2 separate regions of the Mus musculus genome follow, and region 1 is linked to region 2. A link is a contact called in public HiChIP or PLAC-seq data. All regions are on one chromosome and are shown on one strand. Each heading gives the region's core, a stretch centred on a gene start, on an enhancer-like site or on the middle of the called end of the contact. The rest is flanking DNA. Distances are from core to core; before and after follow the strand shown.

What was found. HiChIP or PLAC-seq counts read pairs in DNA pulled down with a chosen protein or histone mark.
Region 1: an HNF4G HiChIP or PLAC-seq map of pancreatic cancer cells shows a contact between it and region 2. The contact joins two enhancer-like sites. A contact is called at or near these places in 2 of 484 Hi-C or Micro-C datasets (both in cerebral cortex) and 2 of 115 datasets of contacts at active chromatin or transcription factors (bone marrow-derived macrophages and pancreatic cancer cells).

Annotation. Positions count from the first base shown.
Region 1 is chr13:101,124,148-101,130,757 of GRCm38.p6, reverse strand. No RefSeq gene overlaps it. Among named protein-coding and RNA genes, the nearest start is that of 5930438M14Rik, 100 kb to the left of the region's middle. Within about 2 kb of position 2,792, at least 8 of the 459 cell types and tissues checked have an H3K27ac peak or open chromatin away from gene starts, as enhancers often do. A contact at or near this core is called in pancreatic cancer cells, where this site is marked.
Region 2 is chr13:100,842,094-100,848,416 of GRCm38.p6, reverse strand. No RefSeq gene overlaps it. Among named protein-coding and RNA genes, the nearest start is that of Slc30a5, 12 kb to the right of the region's middle. Within about 2 kb of position 4,911, at least 31 of the 459 cell types and tissues checked have an H3K27ac peak or open chromatin away from gene starts, as enhancers often do. A contact at or near this core is called in pancreatic cancer cells, where this site is marked.

The sequences.
Region 1 (6,610 bases), core at 1,543-4,042, 280 kb before region 2:
TGATTTACCACATAACTAATGCTAATTAATGATGGTAATTATAAAAATATAGATTGATATCAACATTTAGAGCAACATCCAAACTTCCCAAATTATGATGATCAATCTAGAACTTTAAAAACTAACAGCAGTTAATCATTATTATTATTGTGCCTAAACGATAATGATTTGTAATAGAGAATCACATGTTTCCTCCAACTCAGAGAAGCACTAATCTATCACTGTGAGGATAATAGCACTAATAATGGAAGATTAATGATTGCTAATCATCTCCCATTATCAGTATTTAAATGTTCAAATCAGTTAAAAGTGGGTACAACAAAACCTAGGAAAGTCAAACAGCAAAATAAGTCACGGATAGCGGCCAGTGAGTCCCTACACAATTCACAGGGAGTAGCAAGAGTAGAAAGGACTGTAGGGCTGGGCGGTGGTGGCACACGCCTTTAATCCCAACACTTGGGAGGCAGAGGCAGGTAGATTTCTGAGTTCGAGGCCAGCCTGGTCTACAAAGTGAGTTCCAGGACAGCCAGGGCTATACAGAGAAACCCTGTCTCGGAAAGAAGAAAAAGAAAGAAAGAAATGACTGGAGGTATTTTGTCCCCCTTTGTTTTCTCTTGGCTTTTTTTTTTTCAAGCATGGGACAGGAATGGTAGCTTACATCTCAGCTCTTGGGGGGTCTCAGGTAAGAGTGTCACAAATTCAAGACCAAAGCCAAATACTATCTCAAAATATCAAAACAAAGGCAAACAAAAAGCTCAGCCCCCACCCCCAAAGAATCTAACTTCATTGACCTGTGGTGTGGATGAGTTCTTACAAGTCCCCTGAGTGCTTGTGTCTAATATGTACCCCATACTGAGGGCCGCTGTTGCAGATGCCTGACTTCTATGCTTGAAAATATGATGCATTGGCTCCTAGGGGCAAAACTGAATTCAGACACCTAGTTGCCCAGGTTCTGTCGATCAGAGCTGTTCAGCAGAGGAATGAGCTGTTAGTTTTAGTTGTCAGGGAATTTTCTTCATGGAAAAGAAGTACATTAAAATACCAAATTACAGTATTTACATATTTTGTGGGTTTTTTTTTTCCCCAACTGTGTTCCCATAGCAACTCAATCCATTTGCTTCCTACTTTCCTCTGAGTAATTTTCCATCATGAGCCATGCTTTACTAGTGAGGCAAATAGTTGCCCCCCTGAAATAACTGGCTTGCTATTTACTATTTCTTTGCCAGGGAACTCAACTCTAGCGGCTCTGCCTCGATTCTGCCCTCTGTGAATTTTATCAGGGTAATGTCTGGTTTGGGAAAAATTGTCCTTGATCACTTTTTTAATCTAACCAGTGTCTGGTTTTTTTGTTGGTTGGTTGGTTGGTTGGATGGGTTTTCGTTTTTTTTTTTTTTTTTAGTTTTTTTCCTAATGAATCAGATAAGAAAAGTCAAATGAAGGTTTCCTGTAGGGAACAATTGGGCAGAAAGGGATGCAAAGAATAAAACTGATCAAACTTCAAACCATGGGCAGTTCATCCAAAATCAATCCCAGACAACGAGTAACAACAGCTAACAACCTCCTAGCCTCTCACCAGGCTGGACCAGCAGCATCCCTAATTAGAAAGACATCACAGCTTTGGAGATAGGTAACCACAAGCAATCAGAAAGGAAGCAAGTCCTACTCTAACCATGAAAAGATCCCTGTGTCCCCAGAGGGAAGGTCAAAAGGAGACACAGGACACTGCAGTTTCTTTATGATTTCACCCAGATGACTTGGCCTACTAAAAGCAGGTTGATGGGTTGGTTTGAAACACAGGACATCTAACTTCCTAATGGAACCATGCTTTGCAAGAAGAAGGTCAGAGAAGACTGCAGGAGGCACCAGGCTGGAAGCTTCTAGACAGCTCTCCTTGCTGCAGCCCGATGCCAGGATGGAACTGAGCTACCCGTGCTAGAGGAGAGATGAATGTCATTGGAGAAGAGCTGTCTGCTCTCATTTGCTGACTCAGAGGCCTCTTTCTGGGCCAGCAGTTTTCATGAAGAAGATGTATTTCCACCTCTCTCCCAAGTTCCGAGTAAAAGCCAGCGCTGTGCAGAAGCACTGGCCATGGGCTAAGTGACCCAGAGGGCATCTCAAAATGTAGCAACACAAGCCACATACAGCCAGAGCTTGGCCTCTCAGCCCATGACCTAGATGCACCATACATAATATTCATTGAACTGCCTGCACTGGAGGTCACCACAAAAGCCTTCGGGGCACCCTTCTATCTATCCCTTTATTCCTCAAGAAGAACACCCTATCAGTTAGGGTTCCAACAGGAAATGGGATATGCTCATGTCTAGCGACTGAGTGAGTTTAAGATATCCTCGACAAAAGTATAGACACAGTTCAGTATATTTCTTTTTTCAGAACTAGTAATAGCAGAAAACTGCTCCCAGTCTAGGCCTGAGAGGCAAACAAAGTTATGGGGAGCTGAGAGGAGCTGGACCTCTAGGTAAAGGATACAGCAAGCACACCAAGGAAAGAGAGTAAAGGAAATAAATACCCAGACACTACACTCCTCTGTGATATCCATCAAACACAAACAGAAGTGCAGGGACAGAAGCCCATGGCTCTATCCATTGAGGATGTCCTTTCTACACAGTAAGATGTCCATCAAGGGGAGGAAGGGGATGCCCTCGAACACTGGAGATAGATGATTCAGGACCAACAAGAGGAAGGGGATGCCCTCAAACACAGGACATAGATGACTCAGGACCAACGGGAAGAAGGGGATGCCCTCAATACTGGACATAGATGACTCAGGACCAACAGGAGGAAGGGGATGCCCTCAAGCACTAGAGATGACTCAGGACCAGTGATATGTTTGTTCTGCCATTGCCAGAGCTATTCTACATTTCATACTTTGCACTTTTTTATTTCCTTCAGTAGATTCAATTTTTCCTGTTTGCTTTAATAAGGTAGTCCATGGGCTGGTGGTCATCTGAGACTCCTCCACAGCTATGGTGACTGTGTAAATATTGTCTAAAGTAAATATTAAATATTTTCCTAAATAAACATTAAAGTTTACCACCTTGACCCATGTTAACCTGGAAAATATATGGTCACCATGGCTATGATACATACAGAGGCAAACTGGGGATAACAGCATCAAAAATATAGTCAAAAATAGCCTCTGTAAAGCCTTTACTTCAGCCATGAACCTGTTCTCCAGGAAACTTGATTCTTGTGATTATGGTGGTTTAGAGTCAGTACAGACAAATGGAGGCATCTGTCACTCCCCTTGCACTTTTGCCCTTTGTCCTCCCCATAGTTAACTGCCACCCTTTCCCATGCCCAAACCACACGGCAAAGCTGATGACCACCAGCCGTTCCACTCCATTTTGCCCTCAACCCATGGAATTTCTCCACTAGGTCACTAGACACAAACAACAGTATTGTTTTCAAGTGGTAATTAACACTTTACTCAGACAGCTGAGAGTGCGATTGTACAGAAAGCACCCCCCCCCCATCATCTGTTCTCTACTGCAGCTGATGTGACATCTCCAAAGCCAGAAAGAGCTACAGTGTTCTTCAAAGGTCCAAGTTAGCCATAGTAAGTGCTTGAAGAGCCACCTGTTGTCTCCTGAGGCTGTTGAGTAGGTTTTAGGAAGGCAAACTAAGATCGGTCCTGTTAGGAAGGAGGGAATTGAGCATCCTCTGCCCACTGGAACAGAATGACTAAATACAGATTGCTTAGCTATTTTAAGATGGGATGTGAACTAATCAAAGATACCTTTGACGACAACGTGAAAGATGCAATGGGGAGGGGTTAAAAGATAAACTGAAGGTTGGGAGATCTGGTGACAGAAATCTCACTCCAGCCTGGGTAAAGCAGTAGACGTGGGGAGCAAGAAGAAAATGGGATTTCTCCAAAGTCTTTCAACACGGTCAGTGCTGTGAAGACATTAAAGAGAAAAAGGATGAGTAAGATTCCTTTAAATTTAGTGCCTTAGCTTCGTGGTTGGTGTTACAAAGGCTACAGGGGCATAACTCTTTTCTCGGGAAAATTTCGTGCTAATTGAGGGGACCAAAGTATCACTGAAGAGATCTCATTTGTAGCCACATACAACGGACTTGTCCCAGTGAAGTTAGAATGTGCATGCATGCTTCTGCGTACAGGATGCGTGTGCATATGTGTGTGTGTGTGTGTATGTGTGTGTGTGGGTGTGTGTGTGTGTGTGTGCATATGTGTGTGTGTGTGTGTGTGTGTGCATGTGTGTGTGTGTGTGTGTGTGTGCCTATCCTGGAATGTGAGATGCTGTTTTCAACAACCAGAAAAGAAATGCATAAGAAATGCCTGTTTCTCTTCTTGCCTCCTGCATATCCTTGATTCTTTAGTGGAATTATTTTTTTAAACATAGAATATAATAAAACACACTACTTACCATGGTAAGAGGGTTAAAAACTAAACCAAAGAGAAAAGAATATCTGTAAATTAGGTCTCATAGATTAAGATACAGATTTTTTAGTAGCTTTGGTCATTTAGAAAACAAGAAATAGATCGCTAGAACATTATAAAGAATTTTGAGGGTTGAGGGTTGAGGTTGTAGCTCCATGATAAAGTGCCTACCTACCATGCTCTGGGTTCAATATCCAGTATGATGGATGGGAAGTAGGGAGGGAAAGAGGGAGAGAAGGAAGGAAGGCAGGAGAGAGGGAGGGAGGAGGAAGAGAGAAGAATAGGGGAGGGGAGAAAAGAAAGAAGACTAGGTGGGAGTCCTGGAGAGATTAGGGATACAAGGGACATACCTAAACATAATGTAGGTGGTTTACACCAAACTCATAGCCAGTGTCATCCTAAATAGAAAGAAACTCAAAACAATTCTACTGTAGTCAGGAACAAGACAAGGATGTCCTCTCTCTCTCTCCATGCCTATCCAATAGAGTACCTGAAATCTTATCTACAGCAATAAGACAGCTGAAGGATATTAATGGGATGCAAACAGGAACAGAAGAAGTCAAAGTATGTTTGCTAAGGACATAATAGCATACAATCAGTGACCCTAAACATCCATCAGGAAACCCCTCTTACACATGAGCACTTCAGCACAGTAGAAGGATACAAAATAAACATAAAAATCAGACAAATGACAAATGGACTAAGAAATCATAGAAATAACACCTTTCATAATAATCCCAAAAAAAAACCCATAAACTATGGGGTAACTCTAACTAAGCAGGTGCAACACTTGAGTGATAAAAACCTTAAGACAATGAGGAAGATATCAGAGGCTGGAAAGATCCTCCATTCTCATGGATAGGTCGGATTCACACAGTAAAAATGGCCATCCTGCCTAACCACAGATGCAATGCAATCCCCATCAAAATTTTAGCACAATTCTTTGCAGAACTTGAAAAAAATAATGTTCAGCTTCATTATGGAAACGCAGAAAACCCAGAAAAGGTAAAACAATCCTGAATAATAAAAGAGCTTCCAGAGGTGTCACCATTATCAATCTCAAGCTGCACCACAGAGCTATAGTAGTAAATACAACATGGTGCTAGCATAAGAACAGATATGTTCATCAATGGGTGAACTGGAGATCCAGACATAAATCTATACACCAATGGACAAGAGGGGTTTTTTTTAATAAAGAAACAAGAAATACACCCAGAGAAAAAGACAATATCATCAACAAATGGTGTTGGTCAAATTGGATGTCTGCATGTAGAAGAATGGAAATAGATCCACACTTATCACTCTGTACAAAATTCAACTACAAATGAATCAAACACCTCAACATAAGGCCTGGATCAGATAGAAGAGAAAGTGGGAAATGGCCTCAAACTCATAATCACAAGAAAAGACTTCCTAGTTAGAATACCAATAGCACAGACACCAAGATCAACAATTAATAAATGGGATTTCATAAAACTGAAAAGCTTCTATATGGCAAAGGACATCATCATTTGGACAAAGTGGCAGCCTACAGAATGGGAAAAGATTTCTACCAATTATGCATCCAACAGAGGGCTAATTTCCAAAATACAAAGAATAAAAAAAAAAAAACTTGATGTCTTCAAGAACACAAGTAACCCAATTTAAAAATGGAATACAGATATAAACAGAGAATTCAAAGGAGAAAATACAAACATCTGAGAAACATTTTTAAAAATGTTCAACATTCTTAGTTGTCAGGGAATGCAAATCAAAACTACTTCAAAATTTCATCTTACACCAGTCAATGGTCAAGATCAATAAAACAAATGGCAGCTCAGGCTGGCAAGGCTGTGGAGTAAGGAAAACACCCCTCCATTGCTGCAGGGAGAGTTCGCAAACTTCTACAACCATAGAAGTCAGTATGGCAGTTCCTCAGGAATTTAAGAATTGATCTACTTCAAGATCCAGCTGTGCTACTCTGGAGCATACACCCAAAAGATATTTCATCCAATCTCAGAGACACTTACTCAGCCATGTTCGTTGCTGCTCAATTCAAAATAGCCAGAAATTGGAAACAACCTATATGTCCCTCAACCAAAGAGTTGATAAAGAAAATGTGGCCCATTTGCACAATGGGATATTCCTCACCTGCTAAAAAAGGGAAATCATGAAATGCTCAGGTAAATGGATAGAGCTAGGGAAAAA
Region 2 (6,323 bases), core at 3,662-6,161:
TTCAAGGCCAGCCTCAGCTACATGTGTGAGTTAAAGTCCATTTTGCAGTATATAATGAGGCCCAATTTCAAACAATTATCCAGCTTGATATCAAAGTGTTATTGAGCCAGGTGTGGAGCAAAGGCAGATGGATCTCTGTGAGCTCAAGACCAGCCTAGCCTACATAGAGGTCCAGATTAGCCAGTGAAACTCTGTTTAAAATTAATTAAATAATTTTTTTCAAGAATGAATTAGGGGGGGCGTGGTGGCGCACGCCTTTAATCCCAGCACTCAGGAGGCAGAGGCAGGCGGATCTCTGAGTTCGAGGCCAGCCTGGTCTTCAAAGTGAGTTCCAGGACAGTCAAGGCTACACAGAGAAACCCTGTCTCGAAAAATCAAAAAAAAAAAAAAAAAAAAAAAAAAAAAAGAATGAATTAGAAACTCCTCAGTAATCCAAATGATGAAAAAAAAAAAAAAATCAAAATGTATTACAGTGAAAGTAAGTTAGCCTCTGGGTGATCAAAACCCAAAATCCAGCTGCATTCAACAGAAAAATAAATAAATAAATAACCTTTTTTTTTTTTTTTTTGAGACAAGGTCTCATGTAACCCAGAGGGCCTGCAACTTGCCACTTTAAATTTAATTTCTGATCTTCCTGCCTCCAACTCCCAGGAGTTGAGGGTTACAGGCACGGACCACCATGCCTTTTTTTTTTTTTTTTTTTTTTACTGGCTCCTTGGAACTGAAAGCAAGGGTTAGGATGGGAGGAAAAGAAGCGTTCTACTCACTGAGCCACATCCTAGCCCATTCCCAGGGGTGAGCTTTTCTGAGAGGGAAAAGAAGTTCAGGAGACCTGCAAGAGGCAGAAAATCGGCCAAAGACACGCTAGACTTTCAGTAAAACTCATCCAAAGTCAGCCTCTAAAGTGGGAGTTCTCAAGTACGCGTGAGCTGTTTTCCCTGGGCAGATGGGAAGATGCAGCTGAAGGCCAGCTTCGCTCCCCAGTCCCGGGAGGCTGCAGTGCCCGCCCGCCCACTCCGCGGAGCTTCCACTGTGTTTGTACTGTCTGGATTCATTGTATTGTTGTATTACATCGTCCTCTAGTGGCTTCACATTTTTTTCTTCTCTCCCTTCTCTTCAGGCTGATTTCTTCATTACATCACACAACACTTGATACCTAACAAATGAACTCAGATGAATGACGAGACTGAAGATGGTGAGCCCATTGTCGTTAGGACAGTGCTCGAACAGCTTAGGCTCACCAACTTCAGCCACTGAGCTTTTCTTTAAAATAGAGATTACAATATAATTTGCCACTGCCTCTGCTGGAGAGCGAATGGGATTTGGTTTGGCGGCTGCGACAGTCTCCTGCAGCCCAGGCTATTTACTCTGTATCAGAGAGTGATCTTGAGCTCCGGACCCTCCAGCCTCTACTTTCACACGTTAGGAATTATAGTTGTAAACCACCACACCCGTTTGTACTGATATTTGTTTACCCCGCCACCAAAGCTTTTATGTTGAAACCCCAGTCATCACAGGTGATAGCATTTGGAAGTGGGGCCTTTGAGCACTAATAAGGTTTGTGTTCAGTTGTGAGAACAAGACCACCCACACTCAAGTTGGGATCCTTGCGTCTGTGGATCTCAACCTTCCTGGGGCTGTGAGTTCAAGACCCTCAATATAGCTCCTCATGTTCTGGTGATCCCCCAACCACAAAACGATTTTCATTGCTACTTCATAACTATAATTTTGCTAATGTTATAAGGCATAATAAATATCTGTGTTGGTTGCTTCAGCAGCCACGCTGCCTGTGGTGCACTGGTAAACAGCCTGGGCTGACTAAAGCACGCTTCTCTGTAAGTAACCTCCAGTCAGCTCTGTACATTAGGGGCCACGGCTGCGAGCACAGAACTCCAAGACTGATGACTGTAAGTTTCCTAGTGATGACAAGTACAGCCACTTAGTGTGCTTACAGCTGATCTCTGTCCCCGAATGCTGTGCCCACAGGGATGCGGGAGGAGACCCTGGCATCTCAGTCATGACTCATCTCCTGAACAAGACAATGATGCAACTTATGGCTCATTAATCAGTTTTTCTCTCGGCTTGGTATATTGTGGAGATTTGTAGATTTGAGTTTGGGGGAGGGGGGGGAGACGGGTTTTTTTAGTGTTTTGTTTCAGTTTGGGGGCTTGGGTTTCTTTTGTTTTACATTTTTATTAAACAAGTGTTTTGGGTTTGTTATTTGGTTTTTTTGTTTTGTTTTGTTTTTTTGTTTATTTCTGTGTGTATAAGACTTACTGATTATCAGTTCGGGGTGGTATAGAGGATACAAATGGAACATGCCTATGATCTCTACCTTACTCGAGGTATCATTTGCTGTGGTGAAACATCATGATCAAAGCATCTTGGGGAGGAAGAATTAGATGTGGCTTACTCTAGCACATCACTGAAATCAGGAAAGGAACTCAAACAGGGCAGGAACCTGGATTGCCGCAGAGGCCATGGAGAGGTGCTGCTTACTGGCTTGCTCCCCACAGCCTGCTCAGCCTGCTTTCTTATAGAACCCAGGACCATCTGCACAGGGTGTCCCCACTCACAATAGGCTAGACCCTCCCACATCAATCACTAATTAAGAAAATGCCCTACAGGCTTGCCTACACCCCAATCTTGTGGAAGCATTTTCTCATTTGGGTTCTCTTCTCTCAGACAGCTCTAGCCTTTGTCAACTTTAGTCAGCACACTCTCAAAGTATTTATAGTATGAAGGCAAACCAGAGCACACACATGTCCTATACCATTAGCATCATGGAGTGCTGCAAAGAGGAAGAGTAAAAGATCTTTAGGTATTCAAGAGAAAGGATTCGCTTCTGAAATCACTCTCCTTGGATGCTTGGCGTCCATCTTTTGTTCCTGCATGGAAATTATGCAATGGCCAATAGGCCTCAGGAAAGCAACAGTGACTAGAAATGATGTCATCACTCTATGTATGCTACAACCATGGCTGACGACACAAACCTTACTTTTTAGTTTCAGGGAACTGGATTTTAAAGTAGAAGAAACCCTCACTTGTTACTGACTGGCTTTAAAAAGCTTATTAAGTACCATTTGGAAAGAAAATCAGCTAAGAGCTCGATGTGATGGTAGTAAGCCCAGCACTCCGAAGGCTACAGCAGGAGAATCACGAGTTTCAGTCCAGCTTGAGCTACACAGTGAGACCTGGTCTCACAAACTAAGTACAAGCACATATGCATGTGCACAGACACAGAGACAGGCAGGCAGACAGGCAGACAGACAGACAGACAGACAGACAGACAGAGACAGGGACCCAGGGACCCAGGGATATAGAGAAAGAGACAGTGAGAGACAACGAGACAGGAAAAGAGAGAGACAGAAAAAGAGAGAGATAGGGAGGCAGAGAGAGATGTAGAGAGAGACATACACAGAGAGACAGAGAATGGGGCGGAGAGACAGAGAGACAGGGAGATAGAGGCACAGAGAAAGAAAGAGACAGAGAAACACAGAGAGAAAGAGACAGAGGCAGATAAAGAGACAGTGGAAGCGACGAGAGTTTTCTGGGATAGCAAACTTGGAAAGCCACAACTGTGGTTTCTCTTGGGGCAATCATAGCAGTACACAAATCAAGATGGCTCCAGGCCTTTCCAGCTGAATGTATGCCTCTGGAATACCCAAGACACTTTTCAAAAGAAGACATTGAAATGTCAGGAACATGGGGGGGGGGGGGGGCTTTTGAGATAGCATTGGAAATGTAATTGAGGAAAATACGTAATAAAAAAATATTTAAAAAAAAGAAATGTCAGGAACATAAAAAATACTCACAGGTTGTTTTTTGTTTGTTTGTTTGGGCTTTTTTTTTTAAGTCATTGAAGAAAATGTAGTTTAAAGGGGATACTATTATGTGTACATCTGTCAAAAAGTCACTCAATTGAAAAGATTTGACAACATCAAAGGTTAACACAGAGACGCAACAATCAGAACTCTCATACATTGTCGATAGGCCTATAAAATTATTGGGCATCTTATAAAGGTAAAAGTGCTTACAATAATGATTTTCTGTGATCTGACAATTCCACTCCTAGATATTTACCATCAAGGAAGGAAATACTTGTCAACACAAAAATTCGTATAATAGCTTCATCTATTATATCCCAGAATGGAAACAACCCAGGTATCTATGAAGAAGATAACAAATATAATTTCATTTGTCCAGTTCACCCCAGAGCAGGAGGCTCATCACTGCCTGTTTAACTCCAGCTCCAGGGCATCTGGCACCCTCTTCTGGCCTCATCATGCACTGGCACCCTTATGTCATAGTCACACACAAAACATATCTTGGGGACGAGGGTTAGTGTGGTGGTACATGCAATTTAATCCTAGCACTTGAGAGGCAGACAGGCAATTTTAAGGCCAGCCTGGTCTACATAGTGAGTTCTAGACCAGACAGGGCTACACAGAGAGACCCTATCTCAAATTTAGTTAAACAAAATTTTTATTTTTTTTTTCTTTTTCCCCGCCCCAAACAAAATTTTTAAAAGAAAGGAAAATTAAAATAGCTGTTTTCTCTATTTGGTGGATGCTATGATCCTTCCAAAATTCATATGCTGAATCTAATTACCAAGGCCAAATTTTAGCAGTTGAACTTTTGGAATCAAAATGATTTAAGGCTCAGTGAGTTAGCTATCTCCTTTGCTTCGTGTGAGGACAAAGAAGATGTGTCTATGAATCAGGAACTGGTCCCTTACATGTATCCACCACATCTACACTTTGACCTTGGACTTTTCAGCGTCCAGGACTGTGGGAGTTAAACACGTGGCTAATAAGCATGTTGTTTATTAACCAGTCAAGGTATTGCGGTATTTTATTACAGGCAGCTGAACAGGCTAGGACAGTGGGAGGGGACTGCCTGAAAAGGAATATGAAAGAACTCTGTGACTGGGGTGTGGCTGAGTAGCAGCATGCTGGTGACCATGCTCAAGGTCCTGAGTTCAATCTCCAGCCCCACTGTGTGTGTGTGTGTGTGTGTGTGTGTGTGTGTGTGTGTGTGATCCCATAGCTTGATACCTTGATGCCTGATGAGCACAGGCTCTGTGTTCAATCCAAAGCTTCACTCTGTGTGCTCACACGTGTGTGTTCCACGGCTTGATGAGGGTTTGGCTTTGTCTGCTTGGTTTGGTTTCAGACAGGATGTCCTTTTGTAGCCCTGGCTAGCCTCCAGCTCACTGTCATCTGGACTCTTGAATGCTGGAATTACACCACCAGACCTCGCCCAGCTTGGCTCCTAGAGATTAGTTCTAGTTTTTCTGATACTGTGAACACAATTTCATAACGTAGCTTTTTAAATTGCAAAAATGATACTACTGAAGGGATAAAGTAATGTTAATAAAATATTTAAAAGTTGAAACAAAATAATTTATATCACCCATAACTATTCCATCACTATTCCTTCTGGTTCATTTGTGACAATTTGAAATTTTGAAAAGAAAAAGGCACTGGCCTTTGTTGCGTTCCATGAGGGAAGACGCTTAAAATTTGCATAAGATATATTTGTTACCAATAAACAAGAACCAAATAATGGTTTGAAAGCAGCGAGCAGGGGCTGGAGTGACAGCTCAGCCTTGAGGAGCACTGGCTGTTCTTCTAGAGGACGCCAGTGGATTCCCAGCACCCACATGGTGGCTTGCCATCATCCATACTCTAGTTCCAGGGAATATGACACCCTCTTCTGGACTCTGTGGCCACCAGGTAGGTACTCCTGCGATGTGTGATCATATGTGTAAGCAAAACACCATATGCATTTTTAATTAATTAATTAATTAAATAAATAAATTAATAATAATAAGCAAGTAGAGAGAAAGGGTTACTGTGCTATAAGCCCAACCAAGTCTCAATCCCAGGGCATACTCTGGAGTATGTTAGATCTATCAGAGCTGCCTGCACCTAGAAGAATAGCCAGGCCTTGTTAACTTCACCACAGTAGTTTGGGACTGCTCTGAAAAGCTATTTAGTAGGCTTTGGTTTTTTAAAACCTACTTTAATAAGGGTTCTTAAACACCTCATCCTTGCTAATAGCCCACCGACCAAAGGTAGGGGAGGAAGATGGCTGACAGGACAAGGCGTGGTGGAGACCTGGTTAGAAGTAGTTTTTTTGGAATGATTCCAATCTTTGTTGTCAGCAGTGCAGTCCACTAACAAACCCTGAAACATGAGTCAGCAGCAGCAACTCAATCCAGAAGAAACCTCAAGGCTCCGCAGGTCCGCATAGCTGGAGTCCATGGAAGCGGCAAGCAGCAGCCAAAACACCACCAGGAATTCTTTGATGCATTTCTC